2 separate regions of the Rattus norvegicus genome follow, and region 1 is linked to region 2. Evidence: chromatin contacts called from public Hi-C data. All regions are on one chromosome and are shown on one strand. Each heading gives the region's core, a stretch centred on a gene start, on an enhancer-like site or on the middle of the called end of the contact. The rest is flanking DNA. Distances are from core to core; before and after follow the strand shown. Region 1 holds the start of Frmd6 (FERM domain containing 6). Region 2 has its middle 36 kb from the start of Tmx1.

The links. Hi-C and Micro-C count contacts between places; a contact is called where the count stands out from the background.
Region 1: a contact with region 2 is called in a Hi-C map of Schwann cells, with 9 times the contacts expected there. The contact joins the promoter of Frmd6 here to the enhancer-like site in region 2. A contact is called at or near these places in 6 of 12 Hi-C or Micro-C datasets (the A7r5 cell line, the Rat2 cell line, Schwann cells and 3 more) and 1 of 1 datasets of contacts at active chromatin or transcription factors (oligodendrocytes).

Annotation. Positions count from the first base shown.
Region 1 is chr6:95,080,138-95,083,409 of GRCr8, reverse strand. Frmd6 (FERM domain containing 6) reads right to left here and starts at 1,424. Exons shown (of 14, transcript NM_001399291.1): 1 at 1,319-1,424. It overlaps LOC134479217 (a long non-coding RNA gene), which reads left to right and starts at 1,555. Exons shown (of 2, transcript XR_010052262.1): 1 at 1,555-2,337.
Region 2 is chr6:94,731,234-94,734,437 of GRCr8, reverse strand. No RefSeq gene overlaps it. Among named protein-coding and RNA genes, the nearest start is that of Tmx1, 36 kb to the right of the region's middle. Within about 2 kb of position 1,532, at least 13 of the 93 cell types and tissues checked have an H3K27ac peak or open chromatin away from gene starts, as enhancers often do.

The DNA.
Region 1 (3,272 bases), core at 175-2,674, 350 kb before region 2:
ACGGGCCTAAATTTATGCACAGTCCTTAAGAAAACTCAAAAGTCACAAGCCCTTTAAATGACAGATGTATTACGGAAAAATTTCCCCACAGAGTTTCTGATGCTGTGAAGTATCAACTCCCTGAAACCACAGAAAGGAAATGACTTACATTCTTGGAAAATGAAGCCACTAGCAGCTTTCTCCAAAAGCATTCTCTAATCCCCAAACTACACACTGTGGCAACAGGGGGTATTTCATGCAAAAGCTAAAAGTAGATGCTTCGAAAACCGGTAAAAAACAAAACAAAACAAAACAAAAACACATCACTTGGTCCAAAGAAAGGAGGGAATCATGTGTGGAAAATCTGGCAAGGTATACACTTTTCCTTCCACGTTCACACGTGCCGAGAACCCTTGCACAAGTTTTCCTTCCCCACTGTGGGCACTACACAGCTCCCGGGGGGCAATGCTAGCAAAACATACTGGCTGCTTATATAAATAAATAAACAAATCCCCAAAAGGTGTAAGAGGGCCACTGAGGCAGTATTTCTTCCGACACTAGCCACAAAACTGTACGGTCTGAAAATTGTGCCAGCTTTTATTTCAACTTTAAATGTGCTTGTTTTGACAGCTTTCCATCTATTCCTTGCCTTTAAGAAAGCGCTCCACCATTAGGCTAAGCCATGCCAGAACTCCAAGTGTTGTTTAAATCCTGTAGACTTCACATGGGTGGCCCCGATCTGTTCACATCCCGGCTTTCCCGGAGGGAAGGCTAGTGGTCTCCTTTACCTGGTCGTGATAAGTTCCTCCAGAAACCAAAATTCTGCAGGCCGCACCCCGGACTCGTGTGTCCCCGAGGCTCCCCTCAGGGGTTTCCCACACTAGGCATTGGCGGGGATACGGGACAGCCGCGCTGGGGTGCCTTCCCAAGCTGGCTGCCCGGCCTGCGTGCACAACAGGCAATACCGCACATCGCTCGGGTGCACGGGACTCACGGCTGGTCCCAGTTAGTCACAGACGGGGCACTACAGACAGGCGCCCCTCGAGCCAGAGTCCTGGGCGCAGAAACGCAGAGCCCGGGCCCTTAGCTCCGCGCCTCCCCCGCGGTCGCGGCTGCCTGGGGGCCCCGGCCTCCCGCCCCAGCGTGGGCGAGCTCCAACTCGCGGAGAGGCGACCTGCCCGCCCGGTGCCCGACGCCCAGAGCCCCGTGAGAAAGAAGAAAGACGCCGAGAGCCGCAAAGCCCGGAATCGCACTTTAGACCAGCAGGGGGCACAGCGGCGGCCAGGGCGCGCCGTCCCAGAAAGGGGGCCAGCAGGCCGGCGCCTGCACCCGCGCGTACCTCCAAAGTCGCCAGAGCCAGGCGTCCGACTCAGAATCGGCGTCTGCTACAGCGGCGCCGAGCCTACTCGCAGCTCCCAGCTCTCCCGCTGCCGCCAGACCCACACTGCAGCTGCCCCGCCCCCCGCCCACGCCTTCCGCTCCGCCCCCTCGAGTTCACGCCCACGGCCCGCCCGAGACACGCCCTCCCTGCCCGAGGCCCCGCCCCACCTCGAGTTGGAGGCGGAGACCAAGCAGCGGAAGAAGCAGAGAGCTGGGGCGGGGGGGGGGGGATCGCGGCTGCACGTGGAGCGCTGCTCTCCCTGTCCCGCCCCGCCCCGCCCCGGACCCAACCAAGAGACCTGCGGAGGGGTGAAGAGACCCAGGGACCGGAGAACGCGAAGGAAGTGTTCACTCCTCTAGGCATCGGATAACCGAGCCGGGCTCAACTGGGTTATATAAAGTGGACTCTGCTTTGCATGCCTTTCCTGTGGCACCGAGGCCGGGGGGAGGGCAATAGACTGTCGACTCTCCCTTCCGTCTAAAAGATTCTCTTCTCCGCTATTGCCCTCTACACACCCTAGTCCCCTGACGCTCCCTCACCGGCCTAGACGGGTTACCTGGGAATGGTTGTTTTACCTGAGCCACCGCTTGATAATTCAAAACTGGGGCGGCCTCTGCGAAGAGAGGCGGTCCCTAGTACTGGAGACTTCGTGACTCCTCTGTCCCCTCCCGTCCGGCACCCACTTCGCCCTCACAGTTTTATCCTGCATGTGGGCTGTGAGTGTCGCCCAAGCCCATCCGCCCCCGCTCAGTCTGTCTCCCCAGGTTGAAATAGCCTCTGCCTGTGGCCCTCAAAATGATGTTTACCCTTGGTGAAGGTGGCCTTCGTTGCGGTGAGCAGTGCAAAAGACAGCCTAAATGATTTCATTATTCCCAAAGACCCCAGCAGAATGGAGGTCTCATTGCTCCTTTTGGTAGACAGGTGAAGAAGTCCTTTTTGTTCTGCTCCCATCTGGATCTGCTGGGATGCCTGGCATCGTAAGTAGAGGGACCCCAACTGGCACCCACAGAGCTACAAGCTTCAGGGTGTTCTGTGAACGTTGCTGCTCCAGAGAGGAGGGCCTGAGCGTCTAGCTTTCTCATTTAGGTGCAGACACCTGAGGAAGAACACTTGATATCCATAGAAGCTAGCTTTGAGATCGCTGATTGCTGTGATTAAACACCATGACCAAAAGCAAAGTGTTTATTTCAGTATACAACTTGCAGGCCACCCTGCATCGCTGAGGGAAATCAGGACAAGAACTCAGTGCAGGAACCTGGCATCCAAATTGACGGAAAGGCATGGAGAAATGTTGCTTACTGGCCAGGCTCAGCGTGCTTCTTTAAGTATGCAGGACCACCAAGCCAGGGATGGTAACTCCTCCCTTTCCTGTGAGCAGCGCCATCTGACGTCAATCATCATTTAGAAAATTAACCGAAGGCCAGTGTGGTTGGGGGCATTTTCTCAGTGGAGGTGCCCTCTTCCCAAATAATCTAGCCTTTTGTCAATCAAATTGATATAAAAACTAGCCCACCATTCTGGTGGGCCATGGTGGTACAGACCTTTAATCCCAGCACTTGGGAGGCAGAGTCTGGCAAGTGGATCTTTGAGTTTGAGGCCAGCCTGGTGTACAGAGTGCGTTCCAGGACAACCTGGGTTACACAGAGAAACCCTGTCTTGGGAAAAAACAGAACATTGGATATTAATTGGTAATTAATTGATGTCTAATGAGATAAATGGCATACAAATAAACATATGACTGTTTTGGAAAAGAGCTCCTAAATCTGATTTATTTTCAGGTTACATATATCAAAATCTAGCTGAGAAAAAAAACCCCAGCATATTGTTAGACTGTGAAACATAATTGCAATTATAAAATAATTAGGCAACACAAAGAGCAAAGTATTTTAAGGAGCTTAAAAAAAAGTGTGTT
Region 2 (3,204 bases), core at 283-2,782:
CAGGGCTTATCCGGAAATGCTAATCTTGTTGATGACATGGCTCTTCGCGGAAATAAGGCCCTGGAGTACTGAGGGAACGGAGAGGAAAGAAAGCAGATGTCTCTGGGATCCAGTGGGGATCTCATTAAAGCTAAGAGAGCTTTCTGCAGTAGACTGTGGAGTTCTATGGCTTAGAGAAGGAAAGGGACCGCTGTGCCTCTGCACTGGGATGCTCACGAGCCTTCTCAATTTTGATTCCTCCCCTTATAAGCTGAAGCTAGCATTCAAGTGGAAATTCTGAAGACTCCAATTGCTACTGAGAAATGCTTCCAAAGGCAGGAGAGCCAATATCTATAGATTCAGACATAAAATGTGTTTGAATCATTAGCTCTGTGCTAATTGAGAAATTTAAAACAACACAATTAATTCCCTCAGTTTATGGAGCTAAACAGTCTGTCCTCCGCCTGCTGGTTCAGCAGCTCTCAGGCTGGCTGCACCCAGATGTACCCGCAGAACGTTTATGAACTGTAGACTCCTGACCTGACCTTTAGCACAGTGGTTCTCAACCTTCCTAATGCTATTGACCCTTTAATACAGTTCCTCGTGGTGAGGTGACCCTCCCCAACCATAATATTATTTCCACTGCTACTTCATAGTTGCGATTTTGCTGCAGTCATGAATTGTAACGTAAATATCTTTTTGGAGACAGAAGTTTGCCAAAGGGCTGGCGACCCCCACAGTTAAGAACCCCTGCTTTAGCCTGTGCCTCCAGAGACCTGGGTGTGAATCGAGCACTAAGCTACTACCATGCTGCTTAAAGAGTCGTCTCAGAGCACCAGAGCTGAAATGCAGGGAGAAGGAAACAGCATACAGACCCTCCGTGGAGGGGGCATGGGGTGTTCTAGAACGAAGCAGTGTGGTAGGAGACATCTGCTCTGGCAGGAGGTAGAACAAAGTACAGAGCAGGGGCTGGGGGACGCTTATGAAGCTACAGACCTGGAGCTAGGAAAGGCTGAGGCGGGGCTTGGCAGGCTCAGCACCGCCGAGGCCTAGGCACTGAAGTGCTGGTGTTTCATTCAGTGCCCAACTGGAGATCGCATCCAATTCTCATGCCTTTAAAGGTTCTATAACTCCTGAACGCCTATGAAGCACAAGGATAGACAAGTACCGGGGTGCAACAAATTCACCCCAGAGCTCCAGTGTTCGGAAACGAGACCCAAACTCGCCTAGATCTGCGCTTGCCCACTAGCCCCTCCCCAGTCCGGGGAGACAGATGCGTCCGGAGAGAGCCTTCATGCTAACTAACACAGTTCAATCTGCCCCTTGGGGGAACTGTGCTTAATCTGCAGTTTTATTACCAGCTCTGTCCCTAGTGAAGAGGATGGCTCATGGATTTAGGAGGAAAGAGTCCTCAAAACCACACGGGGTCCTCTGGCTTCCAGAGCTACGTTTTGTCCCCTTTGCTGATGATCCTCAGCGGTGTCATTAAGGGAGGCCGCTGAGATTGCAGCTGGTAGACATTATTGTCTGTCCCTCCCTTTCAGCTGGTCCCTAGTGGCTCTCTGACTGCCTCCCTCCCTCCCTCCCTTCAGCTCTCACTGGTTTGATGTTCAGGCGCCTCTATGCCCTCGTGTCAGCAGGCCCGCAGGGGCACTCTGGCTCTCACCCCGTGTTCTTATATCCTGAGAGGAAAGACGAATGTGGAGGGACATGATTACAGTCGGTCTCTCGGACATCTCTAGCTTACTTTATCTCATCACCCTCCAGGGTGGCCAAGAAGTTCCTTAGCAGGCCTCCTGGAACCTCTCTTCCTCTTTCCTGCCTGTCTCCAGACTGCAGCCTGAAGGGAAAGTCAGACATCCACAAGACCATGCACCCCATCCACCTCCGGTGGTTTATTCAGGCTGAAGGGCAGACTCTCACAGCCCTCCACTTCCGAGCTACAGTCTTGCCACTGAGAATTGGTATAATAAACACCTCCTACTTTGTGGTAGACATTTATATTCTTCCAGGCTAATCCTTGCTGTGGAACTGGAAACCGAAAACATTAATAAAATCTTTTGTCTCCCTCAAAGGCAACCTTTAAACTTCTTGTCTTTCTGCAAAACTCCATTTTTTATGTCCAAAATCAGATCTTGACTTTATTTATTTATTCATTCATTTATTTTTGGCTTGCACGTTTGAAGACATAGTCAGGAAAAAGAGAAAAGCACATTGCTTTCTCCAAATCACGGCCATCATTGCTCCTGTGGGAAGCTATCCAGATATTTGGATGAGATAGATGTAACTTGCTATTATCAGAGGAGAATAGAGAGCAGGAAGGAAGGAAGCATATGAGGAAATACTTCCCAAGCAGGACCTCCAGGATTGGCCAATGCACCTGACAACAGTGGACAGGAAGGTAACACGTAAGAATTAGGAACACATGATGGACTTCTTTCTGGAGTGGGGACTCCTGGGGCAGAAACAGGCTAATGTGAAGAAATCAAGCTCTCTGTTTTAAAACAACTTAAAATTCCAGCAAAAGCCAGGCTTGGTGGCCGCGCCTTTAATCTCAGCACTTGGGAGGCAGAGAGAGTTGGAATTCTGTGAGTTCAAGAGCAGCCTGATCAACCAAGTGCATTCCAGGTCAATCAAAGCTATATACAGTGAAACGCTATTTAAAAAAACAATTGCAACAAAATTAAAATAAATTATGTACACACATGAAATTGTCAAATAACAAAAATAACCAATAAAAAGAAAACTAAATTTTTTTTTAAAAAATTCCTTGTAGAGAGACAAGCAGATGGAAAGATGGTATTTGGGAGCCAGCTACACACAGATGGTGGCTTAATGTTGGGCAGACAGAGTGAAGACAGCCTCTCCCTGGCGATAAACAGTGCACCAGGGGCCAAAGTCTCCGTGGGTCAAAGGAGAAAAAACAAATCTCAACCAGACTCCAGGTAGACAAGGAAAACTCTTGGGTGTCACAGAACGTTTAAAATCCAGGAACAGCCACCGTGAATTTAGCCTTAATCGGAGGGAGAGAATAGACAGGTATTTAGAACTAAATCATCGATCGCTATTCTTTGAGTTTTTATTTCAGAGAAAGTTGCCATGTTTATTGGGAACAGTTATAGGAAAAAACACCCGCAAGGCAGGAAACCGGCAAGAAACAACGGGCACTCTAGGGGTTGGGGATTTAGCTCAGTGGTAGAGCGCTTGCCTAGCAAGTGCAAGGCC